Regions from separate parts of the Mus musculus genome. Here region 1 is linked to region 2. Evidence: chromatin contacts called from public ChIA-PET data. All regions are on one chromosome and are shown on one strand. Each heading gives the region's core, a stretch centred on a gene start, on an enhancer-like site or on the middle of the called end of the contact. The rest is flanking DNA. Distances are from core to core; before and after follow the strand shown.

The links. ChIA-PET counts read pairs in DNA pulled down with a chosen protein or histone mark.
Region 1: an RNA polymerase II ChIA-PET map of memory CD8 T cells shows a contact between it and region 2, with 77 read pairs. The contact joins two enhancer-like sites. A contact is called at or near these places in 1 of 39 promoter capture datasets (liver) and 1 of 115 datasets of contacts at active chromatin or transcription factors (memory CD8 T cells).

What each region holds. Positions count from the first base shown.
Region 1 is chr7:141,067,780-141,074,769 of GRCm38.p6, forward strand. B4galnt4 (beta-1,4-N-acetyl-galactosaminyl transferase 4) reads left to right here. Exons shown (of 20, transcript NM_177897.4): 13 at 1-21; 14 at 94-982; 15 at 2,632-2,915; 16 at 3,009-3,162; 17 at 3,263-3,335; 18 at 3,429-3,582; 19 at 3,858-3,984; 20 at 4,217-4,621. The coding sequence ends at 4,340. Among named protein-coding and RNA genes, the nearest start is that of Pkp3, 8.5 kb to the right of the region's middle. Within about 2 kb of position 4,827, at least 58 of the 459 cell types and tissues checked have an H3K27ac peak or open chromatin away from gene starts, as enhancers often do. A contact at or near this core is called in memory CD8 T cells, where this site is marked.
Region 2 is chr7:140,205,639-140,212,661 of GRCm38.p6, forward strand. It overlaps a transcript of Cd163l1 not described here. Among named protein-coding and RNA genes, the nearest start is that of Olfr524, 6.4 kb to the left of the region's middle. Within about 2 kb of position 2,638, at least 33 of the 459 cell types and tissues checked have an H3K27ac peak or open chromatin away from gene starts, as enhancers often do. A contact at or near this core is called in memory CD8 T cells, where this site is marked.

The DNA of each region.
Region 1 (6,990 bases), core at 3,577-6,076, 860 kb after region 2:
TCCTCTTCCTCAACCCAGATGGTGAGTGTCTCGGTCCTGCTGCACTCCCAGCCCAAATGCCAGGTACTTGAGCTTACCAGACCCTCTCTGCAGACTTCCTGGATGAGGAGGATGAGCAGGATCTGTTAGACAGCCTGGAGCCCACCGATGCATCTGTACAGCAGAGCCACAGGACCCCCACCCCAGCAGCCTCCACTGGAACGACAGCCAGCCCGACCCCACCTACAACTAGTCCTCTGGACGAGCAGACCCTCAGACACTCCCGGGCACTGAATTGGGCCCCACGCCCCCTGCCCCTCTTCTTGGGGCGAGCTCCACCTCCCCGAACTGTGGAGAAGTCGCCTTCAAAGGTGTACGTGACCAGGGTCCGACCTGGACAGCGGGCTTCCCCGAGGGCATTGCGAGACTCACCCTGGCCACCCTTCCCTGGCGTCTTCCTGCGCCCCAAGCCTCTGCCCAGAGTACAGCTGCGGGTACCCCCACATCCACCTCGGACCCAGGGCTATAGGACCAGTGGCCCCAAGGTCACAGAACTAAAGCCCCCAGTCAGGGCCCAGACCAGCCAGGGAGGCCGGGAGGGCCAGTTACATGGACAGGGACTCATGGTGCCCACAGTGGACTTGAACTCCTCAGTGGAAACACAGCCTGTGACTTCCTTCCTGAGCTTGTCTCAGGTATCCAGGCCACAGCTGCCAGGAGAGGGTGAAGAAGGGGAGGAGGATGGGGCCCCAGGTGATGAGGCCACATCAGAAGACAGTGAGGAAGAGGAGGAGCCGGCCGCTGGGCGGCCCCTGGGTCGCTGGCGGGAGGATGCCATCAACTGGCAGCGCACGTTCAGCGTGGGCGCCATGGACTTCGAGCTCCTGCGCTCTGACTGGAACGACCTGCGCTGTAACGTATCCGGGAACCTGCAACTTCCTGAGGCCGAAGCGGTGGATGTAGTGGCTCAGTACATGGAGCGGCTAAATGCAAAGCATGGCGGGTACGGGGCAGACGGCTGCTTGAAGAGAAGGCATGCCGGTGTCTGCAGGGATCGCAGAACTTCCTTGGCTCTCAGCAACTCTCTGAGCCCCTTCTCCCTCTCTGTAACTACTGTCTTACTTATCCAGGTTGAAGGGCTCTCTGGAGCCCCCCTCAAGACTGACTTCATCTCTCCTCACTGCCAATTCCCACATCTGCCACCTTAGACCTAGACCCAGGGATGAACCCAAACCATCGGGGACAGTAGTCAGGAGTAGCCAGATTGTGGGCAGACAACCTTTTCAGGAACCAGAGACACTAAAGTGTCATGACCTCTACCTGTGGAGCACTGCAGGGTCCCAACTAGGGGACTGTGTCTAGTTCAAGGGAGCCTTTGGCCTCCTAGGTCTCAGGCTTCAAACTTGTTTCTACCCCATTTTGAGGGAGTTCTTATGAGACTGTTCTGTTCATTGTCAGCCTTGAGGAAGGGGAAAACCTTCTTAGGGCTTTGATGAACGCACAGATATCAGGACAAGGTATCTGGCAGCCAGTGTTGAGAGCCAAGCTCCACACAAAGGTTTGAACAGGACAGGGGTTGGAGGAAGGGGAAAACCTTCTTAGGGCTTTGATGAACGCACAGATATCAGGACAAGGTATCTGGCAGCCAGTGTTGAGAGCCAAGCTCCACACAAAGGTTTGAACAGGACAGGGGTTGGAGGAAGGGGAAAACCTTCTTAGGGCTTTGATGAACGCACAGATATCAGGACAAGGTATCTGGCAGCCAGTGTTGAGAGCCAAGCTCCACACAAAGGTTTGAACAGGACAGGGGTTGTACACAGATGTGCTCCAGAGGGTGTGAGCCTGACAGCCCTCAAAAGGGGCCAGGAGACCCTTCCCACCACTGGTGATTATGTTGGACAGACCTAGGTGGCTCAGAGGGCAGGTCTCTCTTTTTTTCCCCCAGAGCTGAGGACTGAACCCAGGGCCTTGTGCTTGCTAGGCCAAATGATCTACCACTGAGCTAAATTCCCAACCCTGAGGGCAGTTCTCTTGAGAGCAGCTTATGGGGCAGTCTCTTGGTCTCTTTATAGGACTGTCCACCTTGAGTGGTCATAGGCACATCTGGGTGCTATGGTGTGGGTAGCTTACCCCAAGGAGTAACCTAAAGTGTTTGGTTGGGGATAGAAAGTTCCTGATTTGGGTATGGCTGACTCCCATCTCAGGTCATGCCAATGGTATCCCATAGGGGGATTGCTAGCTGTCACCAGAGGGTGGGAAGCAGAATAAATAGCCTAAGGCCTGAGACAAAATGAGGGGCCTGCTCCGGGTATGAGGGGTACACGTGGGAGAACTAACAGCTTCCTGGTGGTTCTTGTGGGATGCTAACCATAGGAGAAGACTGAGACATCACCTCAGGACAAAGAAAATCATGCAGAGGAAGACATCTGGGAGAACTTGACAATCCTGGGCTCACAGCGACCCCTAGTGTAGCCTTTCCTATTTCCTGCTGGGCTGGGGAATTGAGACGTGGGAAGGTCAACCTGTGTTTAGGAGCGATAGAACGGGTTGCAGGTATTGCGGTCTGGGGAGTACAGTCGCGTGGTTCTCGGGGTAAAGGGGGAGGCAGTTGAGCAGAGCTACAACCCTCGGTTAATCACACCTGCCTCGCAGGCGCTTCTCGCTTCTACGCATCGTGAACGTGGAGAAGCGCCGCGACTCTGCACGCGGGAGCCGCTTCCTCCTGGAACTGGAATTGCAAGAGCGCGGAGGGAGCCGCCAGCGCCTATCCGAATACGTCTTCCTGCGGTTGCCCGGAGCCCGCGTTGGGGACGAAGATGGAGAAAGTCCCGAGCCGCCTCCAGCCGCCTCGATCCACCCAGACAGTCGCCCAGAGCTCTGCCGGCCTTTGCATCTGGCCTGGCGTCAGGATGTCATGGTTCATTTCATTGTACCAGGTATGTGCGCCACTATGAGGCGTTCGGGGGTGGGGTGGGAGGTGGGAACCATTCGGTCCAGTCATGCTGCTTCAGTGACATCCCCTCTTCCAGTGAAGAATCAGGCGCGCTGGGTAGTGCAGTTCCTGGCAGATATGACCGCGCTGCATGTGCATACGGGGGACTCGTACTTCAACATCATCTTGGTGGACTTTGAGAGCGAGGACATGGATGTGGAGCGGGCCCTGCGTGCGGCTCAGCTACCTCGGTAACGATGTTTACCACCATTTCGGGAAAACCAAGGATCTTTCCTCTTACAGGAGATGAGTTATTCTGACGCCGCCGTCCACCTTCCTTTCCTCTTGCAGGTACCAGTACTTGAAACGAACTGGAAACTTCGAGCGCTCTGCAGGCCTGCAAACTGGAGTGGATGCCGTGGAGGTCTGTGGGCCAGTCAAGGGCTTAGGGGAAAGAAAGGAGGGTGCTGAGCTCACCTTGGGGAGGTGAGCAGGGCTCAGACCTCCCAACCTACAGGACCCCAGCAGCATCGTTTTCCTCTGTGACCTGCACATCCACTTCCCACCTAATATCCTGGACAGCATCCGCAAGCATTGCGTGGAGGGCAAGCTGGCCTTCGCCCCTGTGGTCATGCGTCTGGGCTGTGGAAGCTCACCGTGGGACCCACATGGTAAGGACCTGGGTGTTCCCTGGGGAGCCCCAGGTTCTCACAACCACCAGGGCAAACTCCAAACCTGACCTCCTGGGTAAGAATAGGACCCTATTCATACACATAAGACCCGTTCGTCTATAAACCTAGGAGCTCTCTAGTTATTAGCAAATACCAGGCACTCCCTCCCACCCAGGGTCTCCAAAATCAGGCTTCTTAGAATTCCTCCCAGGGTCCTCTAGGGAGAAAATGTTAGGGACCACACCCTAATGGTTATTTATCCTCCTCACCTCAAGGTTACTGGGAAGTGAATGGATTTGGCCTCTTTGGGATCTACAAATCAGACTTTGACAGAGTAGGAGGCATGAACACTGAGGAGTTCCGTGACCAGTGGGGAGGCGAGGACTGGGAACTTCTTGACAGGTAACTGCCCTCCCCTCCCTCACACTGAGACACCTCATCATCCTCCCTTGAGGGGATGGAATGACAGAACTCCACCTGCCAGGATCTTAGAGACCCACAAAATCCCTTCCACCCACCCTGCATTGAACCCTTCCCACCCCCACCCCCCACCCCCGGCCTCCTGCAGCCGCCAGGGCAGCCCCAAGCCACAGCACCTGAGCCAGGGTTCTGACGTTCCACCCGCTCCTCCCAGGGTCCTGCAGGCAGGGCTGGAGGTGGAGAGGCTTCGACTGCGACACTTCTACCACCACTATCACTCGAAGCGAGGCATGTGGGCCACACGCAGCCGCAAAGGTGCCCGCGCACAGCGATCCTGAAGACCTAGCTGCCCTCTGGGCCACCGGGTCTTGGTGCAGCAGGTAGAAGCTGCGTCCTGAGCTTGATTCAGGCTCTGCCACCACCTGTGCTGGTCCCTAAAAGCCTCCTCTGGGACTGCAGATAGGTGGCGCTCGTGGCAGGGCAGGCACCTTGGTCCCCACACCCCCTGATGATTTCTGTGAAATTTTCCGTAGCGACGACATTGTTTTCAGAATTTACAAGAGTTCTGTCTGTTCTGTTTTTTATTCAGAATGAAATGAAATATTTTTTTTAGTTCTGACTTGTTTTCTGTGAGTGTTCTCTTGGTGAGGCGGAGCTCTGGTTACCAGGGTAGCTGTGGGTAATGCAGGCTCTCCCCGCCCCCCGCCCCCCCAACACCCACTTCCTGCCTGTAGCTTATGTTTCCACCTGGTTTCTGTGGAGTCTGGCTAAAGTCACTGCATGAGAACTTCCCACACAGGAACTGCTGCTGAGCCAGCGTATGTGGTGACACCAAGTCTCCAGAATGACCTTGATCTGTCACCCCACTCAGCCAGAGCACACACACCGTTATCTACATCGCCTTCTCTGTATCAGTTCAGATGAAGTGCTGCTACTTAAAGACGCTTTGCAAGAAAAGTGTTGGATTTGAAAATGCATCATAGTCTAGGAGCTGGGGAGATGGCTCAGTGGATAAGAGCACTTGTTGCTCTTCCCAGGGAGCTGGATTCAGTCTACAGCACCTACATGGTTGCTCACAATTATCCCTGACTCCAGGGGCTCTAACAACCTCTTCTGACATCTCAGGTTACCAGGTACACATACATATGTGAAGACAAAACACACATATATAAAATAAACAATCTTTAAAATGCAGCAGCAGGGGCTGGCGAGATGGCTCAGTGGATAAGAGCACTGACTGCTCTTCCAAAGGTCCTGAGTTCAAATCCCAGCAACCACATGGTGGCTCACAACCATCCGTAATGAGATCTGATGCCCTCTTCTGATGTGTCTGAAGTCAGCAACAGTGTACTTATTTATAATAATAAATCTCTGGGCCAGAGCAAGCAGGGACTGAGTGAGCTGGGCTGACCGGAGCGAGCAGAAGTCCTAAATTCAGTTCCCAACAACCACATGAAGGCTCACAACATCTGTACAGCTACAGTGTACTCATATACATAAAATAATAAGTAAATAAATCTTTTTTTAAAAGCAGGAGGAGGAGGAAGAGGAGAAGGAAAAGGAGACATCTTATAAGTCAGACATAGTGGCATATTCCTTTAATCCCAGAAGCTTGGAAAGAGGCTGTCATCTCTTTGTGCCCTGGGTACATAATGAGACCCTACCTCAAAAAATAAAAAAGAAGAAGGCAGCATGCTACCAAAGCTATCAAGATGAATCCGCTGTCAACTACGAGGACTCACATAGTAGAACTAACTTGTACAAACTTGTCCTCTGACATCCATAGGCATGGCACATGCACATAAAGACTAAAATGTTTTTTTGTAAGTACTGCAAGTTAAAGAAAAAACTCGATGATGATGAGGAGGATGGTGATGATGATGATGATGAGACAGGCTGGAGAGCTGGCTCAGCAGTTGGCATTTGCTGCTCTTGCAGAGGATAGAATTCAGTTCCCAGCACCCTACGTGGTGGTGGCTCACAACCATCCATGACTCCAGTTCCAAAAGACCCAGTACTGTCTTATGATCTCCACGTGCACCAGGCATGCACATGCATGTGATTCAATACATATTCATGCATACATGTAGGCCAGACACTGGTGAGCACATCCACTCAGCATGTGAGCTGGAGAGACGTAGGCACGGCTGCTCTTCCAGAGAAACTATCAGGCAGTTCATAATTTCCTGTAACTGTCAGACCCAGGGGCTCCAACGTTCTCCTCTGGTCTCTCTGAACACCCACACACAGATGGCATACACACACATAAGTAAAAAATAAAATCCTTGGCACTGGAGAGATGGCTCAACAGTTAAGAGCACTGACTGCTCTTCCAGAGGTCCTGAGTTCAAATCCCAGCAACCACATGGTGACTCACCACCATCTGTAATGGTATCAATGCCCTTTTCTGGTGCGTCTGAAGAGAGTGACACTGTACTCAAATACATTAAATAAATAAATCTTTAAAAAATAATAAAATAAAATTCTTTTTAATTAAAAAGAAAGCTGGTGTAACGATACACACATGTAAGAGTCACCACTCAGAAGACTAAGCAGGAGGGGCTCGAGATTAAAAGTGAGGTGGAGAACACAGGACACCAAGAAAGAAACATTCTTAGAAGTTAAGGGAAGGGGGAAAGGAAGTGTAAATAAAAGGAAGGTGAGGCAGATGCATCTCAGAAGCCCATGTCAGCAGTCAGGCTGTGTTGTGCCTGCACGTAGGTCTGACCTAGAACTGGAGTTACAGATAACTGTCAGCTGCCGTGTGGGTGCTGGGAATTGAACCTGGATCCTCTGGAAGAGCAGCCAGTGCTCTTAACCACCAACCCATCTCTCCAGCCCTAGCAGTGTATGTTCAGAAGCCAGAATCTTTCTGTTTCTCTGCCTCTATCTCCTCCCTCCTCTCTCTCTCTTCATAGCCTTGGCTATCCTGGTTCTCACTATGTAGACAGTGCTGCCCTTGAATTCACAGACAACCTCCTGTCTCTA
Region 2 (7,023 bases), core at 1,388-3,887:
CACAGCAGAGACAAATATCAAAGGCCAGAGATGGTTCAGGAGTTCCTCAGACATCCTGTTCACATGGGTGGGACTTGGGATTCTGTGTTCTCAGGTCCCACCTCACCCTCCACCTCAGCATGGGGAAGTCAGCTGTGAGCTGGGAAGCTGCAGGCCTTGCCCCATCTTGCCTCAGCCCAGAGTACTTCTAGGGGGTAGACTGGGCATGTGTGTGGGGAGCTCTTCTGGCTCCTGGCAGAGCAACCAACAGAAAAGGTTTTGCCTAACTGGAGCTTGGCAAAAGGTTGGAGCCAGGAGGAAGGAGTAGAGGCCACTCCCTGCATCTGTCCCTGGGTGATTTCTGGTAGGTTGCTTTCACCTTATCCTCATGTGGTCCCCTGAGACTGTGCTTGTCAACCAGACTGGCTGTACCAGGAGACAATGGACATTTGCCCAGCCAAAGACCTCAGGGGGCAAGGCAGGCATAGGAGGCATGATGTGAGCAAACAGACCCCTGAACACCTACCAGGGGCTTAAGGACCAAGTCACCTGGGGTCCTGAGCCCCTTCCTGCTTTGCTCCACTTTCAGGCTCAGGGCCTGCTCAGAGCTGTTCTGTTTCATCACAAGTTTCCTGACCCCTGCACAGCCTATTTTCAGGATTACAGAGTGGGATGAGCTATTAAATGGGACACAAGACCCTCTTGCCTTGGCACTGTGACCCTGGGAAGACCACACTCATGGCTCTGCCCTTGCTGGGGGCTGTGGTGTACTATCTCTGCCCCATGACTATGGCAGATACGGCAGGTATCTTCCTAAGTATACCCCATGTCTAGCTTTGACCTGAAGGTCTATGGTGATATTGCATATGATCTAAGGGACCAGAGGGCAGTGGGTAGTGAGAGGGTGCAGTGTTTGGGTCTGACAAGGAGGCTTCAGCTCTGGCATGTACAGGCAGAAGAGAGGCCATTTCAATCACAGAGGACAGTGGATCAGATTTCTATGGCTAGGGGACCCACAGCTTACCATATGGTCTTGGATCTAATTGACAGTACCTTTGGGGACTGCCTGGGACCAGCATCTATGACTCCATAATGCCTGCATCAAAATCATTTTACAAATGTTGGCTACTCATTTTCTCTTCAGCAATATCCATATCCCAGATCCAGAATAATCGTAGTTTCTGTGGGGGTCTCAGATGTGAGGATGAGATGTCATAAGTATCGATGCTGGGTGGCCTTGTGGTGGTAGTGGGAGCGCTTTGGAATGAGACTGGAATGTGCAGAGACTATGTATGGTCCTGTCCAATCCTCAGCCACTGCTCCACAATAGTGCTCCCTCACCCCCGAGAATTCGAGAGTGGGGGTATAGCTTCCAATACTCTGTTGTCCCTTTCCCACTGTTGTCTCTGCCTCTAGGCCTCTGCCTCCCTCTACCAGCATGCTCTTTCACTCTTAACCAACCCCATTTCTCAGAAAGAAGCCACAAGGTGGGGAACAACTTCCTGCTTCCAGTGATCTTATCTGTGCCCACAGGCATCCTGAGGCCCTGCATCTTTGCATGGTGTCCTGGTCCTTCCCAGATCTCTCTAGTGTGCAAAGTCTCACCCTGCTCTTCTTGTCCATCATTCTCTCCTGGCTTCTAACATCAACACCGAAGCAGATCTACCCTTCTATCTGAGGAGCAGACACGCTGAAGCCCCAGCTCTAAGATTTGCCTTCTTTCTCTCTTTGTCCCTCTTTAGTGCACACCTGCATGTCCTTCGTCATGCCCATGCTAGAGGGACTCCTAGGAAGGAAAAAAGAGGCCCACCCTCTCTGCTCCCTGCCCTCTCTACTTCTGGGAAGACCCAGTGAACACATTATTTCTCAAACATGTTTCCACACAACTTAGGCAGGGAAGGTGTTCCTACACATTTAACATTTCAAGTATATTCTAGATCAGTTTGTGGAGTTCTGTGCTCCCATAATTCAACATCTTTGTAGACTGAGGCTTCCAGCCTATCAGCTTGATGTATTTCCAGTTATTTACATTCCCTTTAGTGTCTCTCAGCTTTCTGGATAGAGGTGGCTTCATACCTTTCATGGGGCCAGTTCTCACATATTGGATATTTTTGCTGCTTCTACAAATGGACCTGTCTAGCACTCATTTTCTAATCCAATGTGTGGGGCACATGAAGATGAATAGCTGGCTCCTGTAGTTTGGTCTTCAGTAAGCTGGACTCTGCTGTGACATCTCGCTTTTGTGTACATTCTCCGGGCATTTCTACCTCAATGACATTATCTGGTTATGGCTCCCTGTCTAACCCTCTGGTGTGAGTTTTGTTCATCTTCCTGTGCAGGCTTCCAGCTCTTGGTGCAGAGTTGGTCAGATTTGTAAGAGCAAGAAGCAAGATGTTCGATGAGGGTGGGTATTCCCTCTGTAAAGCCTCTGGTTTGCAAACGCTTGGCTGTGATTATTTATGATCATAAATGGCCAGTGGATTTTATTCATTTTTGCACCTCTTATGATAGCATGATGATTTTCCTGTGTCGGTTTTTCTAACGTGGCAACTTAACAGCGTCTGGTTACGAGTGTCAGCTCTTCTCAGATGCTGGTCAGAGGAAGCTGCAGGAACGTGGCTGCTTTGTGGTTCTGGGTCTGGAGTTTCCTTTGGGTGGGACGTTCTGTTTCTTTCGAAGAGCTTTGAGGAGGTTTGGTTGACGTTTGATAACCACAAACAGTTACACAGTTAAGTGCTTTTGACTCAGGAACACACCCATGAAACCCTCCCTGCAAACAAGATAGCAGGTATCCCAGGGCTGCACACCTCCCTCCTTTCACCCTCAGGAGACCACTGGTGCTTTCTGATTCCAAAGCCGACTTTTCATCTCCTGGAACTGCAAAACATGCACCATGAGTAAAACCACCCAGTTTTAAGCTTTGATTATCCATGTCGCACATACCTGCGGCACATTGGAAACGTTTGCCACCATTTTCCATGGTCACCTATGGCTGATTAGAATACAGTGGAGATGTTTCAGTTTTTGGCAGTTAGGAGCAATTTTTATCATGAACACTGGTATGGTCTCGTTATTATACCTCTAATGTTTTAATTTCTTTTTCTTTCCTATCCCAATGTTTTAATTTATTTTATGCAAACACAAAGGAGAAAAAGACTTTGGCCCTTGGTAGGTAAATGTTTAGCTTATGAGACTCTCATGCTATCTTCCCTCAAAGTACTCAGTCTGGGGATGCAGCTGGCGCAGTGCCAAGAAAGTCATAGCTTTGGGGTGTTCCTTTGAATGAAAAAAAAAAAGATAAAAGCCAAAGGGTTTTGTTTTAAGAAACAGAAAGAAAAGAACAGATAAAATCCAACCCACAGGAAGAAAGAAATAACAATAATTAAGTGTAAGTAAAATATGGATTATCAACAAGCCTGGAGGTCAAGTGGATAAAATGTTAATAAAGCGAATTCCATCCTATCAAGACTAGTTAAGATAAAAGAGGAACCCCACAAATTATCAGTAGGGCTTGAGAGATTGAAGAGGGGTATCTTGTGTATGTCACTAATGGCTAAAAGTAATATAAGAAGTTTACAAATAGCTTCATCACAATTAATTTATCAATGAAGATTAACTTTACACATTCAGAAGCACCGATTCAATCATGGATAGATTATTTGAATATCCCTGTATCAGAGAAATTATCAGAGAAATTAAATTTATAATAAAAAATTTCCACTCTGGAGGCTCCTCAAAAAAAGAAAAAAAACCCTAAAAACAAAATAAAGCAAAACAACAACAACAACAAAACAGAAACAAAAAAAGAACATTCACATGACTCAACTACACAGCTCCTGTTCATGTGACCCAGCTACCCCACTCCTGGGCATCTGTGTGACCCAGCTACCCCACTCCTGGGCATCTGTGTGACCCAGCTACCCCACTCCTGGGCATCTGTGTGACCCAGCTACCCCACTTCTGGGCATCTGTGTAACCCAGCTACACCACTCCTGGGCACTCACACAGAAGTCTCCAGGTCAACATTTCACAGAAATACTTGCATATCAGTTTTCTGAAGAGGCACTCACAATGGCCAAGCTATGGAATAAGCCTAGGGACAAAGACACAAAACATACACAAAATGGAGCTTTATCCAGCTATAAAGAAAAAATTTAAGTTCTGTGCAGGAAAATGGATGCAGCTAGAGACAGTCATATTACATGAAATAAAGCCAGACTCAGACAAACACACAAAGAGAAAAGTGTTTTCTTTCACTTGTGGATTCTAGATTGTACATAGACAAATTATTCATACATATAAGACATGGAGGAAGATATAAGGCTGGGGAATGATGGTGACTAGCAAGGAGGGGATGGAGAAAATGAGGTGAGTGAAGGTGAATATGGCCAAAGTATATGGTTTAGTTATATGAAAGTATCATCATTAAACCTAGTACCATGTACAACGAATATGTCAATAAAATATTTTAAAATCTCACAGTAGAAAACATTGAGGGAGGTTATTGGAGATAGAAGAGTCTAAACAGGGGGAGGGTGAAAGGATAGAGAAGAGCAGCAGCAGCAGCAGGAGGAGGAGAAGGAGGAGGAGGAGGAGGAGCAGGAGGAGGAGGAAGAGGAGGAGGAGGAGGAGGAGGAAGGGGCAATCAGAACTAAGGGTTCTGGGATGGAGAGATGGCTCCGCTTTTAAGAGCAGTTGCTGCTGCTTTTTCAGAGAACCTGAATTTGGTTCTCAGCACCCATACTGGGAGGTTCACAACCGAGTGTAACTAGTTCCAGAGGATCTGATATCTTCTTCTGGCCTTTGTAGGCACCTGCACACAGGTAGTGTTAGCATTTCTTCTAGGTTCTGCCTCCCAGTTACCCGACAGCAGCCAGGTATGCCTGACTCACTATAAAAGGGGCTGCTTGCCCCCTCCTCAGTCAATTTCCCTCTTACTCTTTTACCCTCTTCCCTCTCTGCTTCCTTTCTCCCCCCTCCATGTGTTCATGGCAGCCTCTTCTCCCTCTCCCTCTCCCCCTCCCTTCCCCCTCCCCTCCTTTCCCCCTCCCCCTCCCTCTCCCTCTCTCTCCTTCTCCTTCCCTCTCTCCTTCTCCTTCTCCCTCTCTCCTTCTCCCTCCCTCTCTTCTTCTCCCTCTCCCTCTCTCTCCTTCTTCCTCTCCCCCCCTCTCTCTGCCTTTCTCTGTCTCTACCCCCTCAACTCTCCTCCCATGCCCTAAGTAAACTCTATTCTATAGATACCATCGTGTGGCTGGTCTCTCAGGAGGAAGGGATGCCTTTGCATGGGCATGCAGAGGGGCCCCCTTTCACCTCACCATTCCACACCTCTACCAAACATATTCCTGGCTTCCTTTTCTTTTTCTTTTTTTAAAACACAGCAGATAACACCCCCTCCTAAACAATTAAAATTAAAAGAAATCTTAAAAGAAACTATAAGGCCGTATTAAGAGTATGTGAGGTAGCTTGGCTAAGAACTCTTGTTGCTCTTGCAGAAGACCAGAGTTTGGTTCCTATGTCAGGGGCACAACTGCTTGTTACTCTAGCCCCAGGGGATCCAAATGCCTTCTTCTGGTCTCCATGGGCAGCACCCACACTCTGCAAGGCACAAATGTGTAAGTGTGTGTGTGCACACACAAGTGAAAATAAATCTTGAAAAACTAAGGATGTGTGAAAAGGTCACATGGAAACCCTTGATTTTTTTCCTTTTTCTATTTTTTATTAGATATTTTCCTTATTTACATTTCAAATGTTATCCCCTTTCCTCGTTTCCCCTTCGAAAACTCCCTATCTCCTCCTCCTCCCCCTGCTCACCAACCCACCCACTCCCCTTTTCCCTGTCCTGGCATTCCCTTCTGCTGGGGCATCAAGCTTTCACAGGACCAAGGGCCTCTCCTCTCATTGATGCCAGACAAGGCCATCCTCTGCTACATATGTGGCTGGAGCCATGGGTACTCTTTGCTTGGTGAGTACAGGGTCCCCAATGGAGGAGCTAGAGAAAGGACCCAAGGGGCTGAAGGGGTTTGCAGCCCCATAGGAGGAACGATATGAACCAACCAGTACCCCAAGAGGTCCCAGGGAAGAAACCCATGATTTTATAACCTTACTAAAAAATTATAATCTTCAAAAAAGAGTTTGAATGGAGACACTCCCTATGGATAGATATTGCTCTTCCCAGAAGCCATGGATTTTTAAATGAAAAACCCAGTACCGTGAAGGAGGACCAATAGAAGCTCCCAAACAATACAAGCTATTGTCATTACACTTGGCTGTCCATTAGAACTTGGTGATAAGATCCTATAGTTGAGGATACCGCATGCTCATAGACAGGCACTATCTTCATAGATAAATCGAGCTGTAGCAGAGCTGGAAGCTTCTTTCTCAGTGGCTAGCTTTCACATTGCCAGACAGTGTTTTGCAGGCACCTAGGAGAGAGAAGTCATCAATGTGTGTCATTTTCTTCTGTGTGGCCACTGGTGCTCCAGTAGATAACCTCCCACTCACGAAACTAGTTAAATTCTGTGGCTACAACACAGAAAGGAGACATGAACGTGTGAGGGGGATTTGCTGAGGAGTGCTCCAGACAGGAGGAGGGGGAGATGGAGAGAGAGGGGATGCGGAGTGCTGTGTGAACAGGACTAGAATTCATTATATAAAAGTTTAAAACTGTCAAACAACAGAAATGAAAAAACTTGCACCAAGGAACGTCTCAGTCCAAAGAACTTTACTGGTGAAATGTATCAAAAAGCATGTCCCAGAACTTTCATGACCAGCACAATCCTGATATCAAAAACTGTTGAGAAAATAGATTTACAGAACAATACCCCTCCCCCCATGAACAGAGAATTTCTAATAAAATTTTAGCAACCTATAAAAGGATACCATATTAGAAATACCATTTCTCCCAAGAATGAGATAAGTTTGGGATAATTTAAAACACTACCTTGGCTGATAACAACACTCAGCCTGATATCCTTCTGGGTTAGATTCTTGGAACCCATGGTGTAAGGGAAAACAAATTCCTGAAGTTTATCCTCTGACCACTAC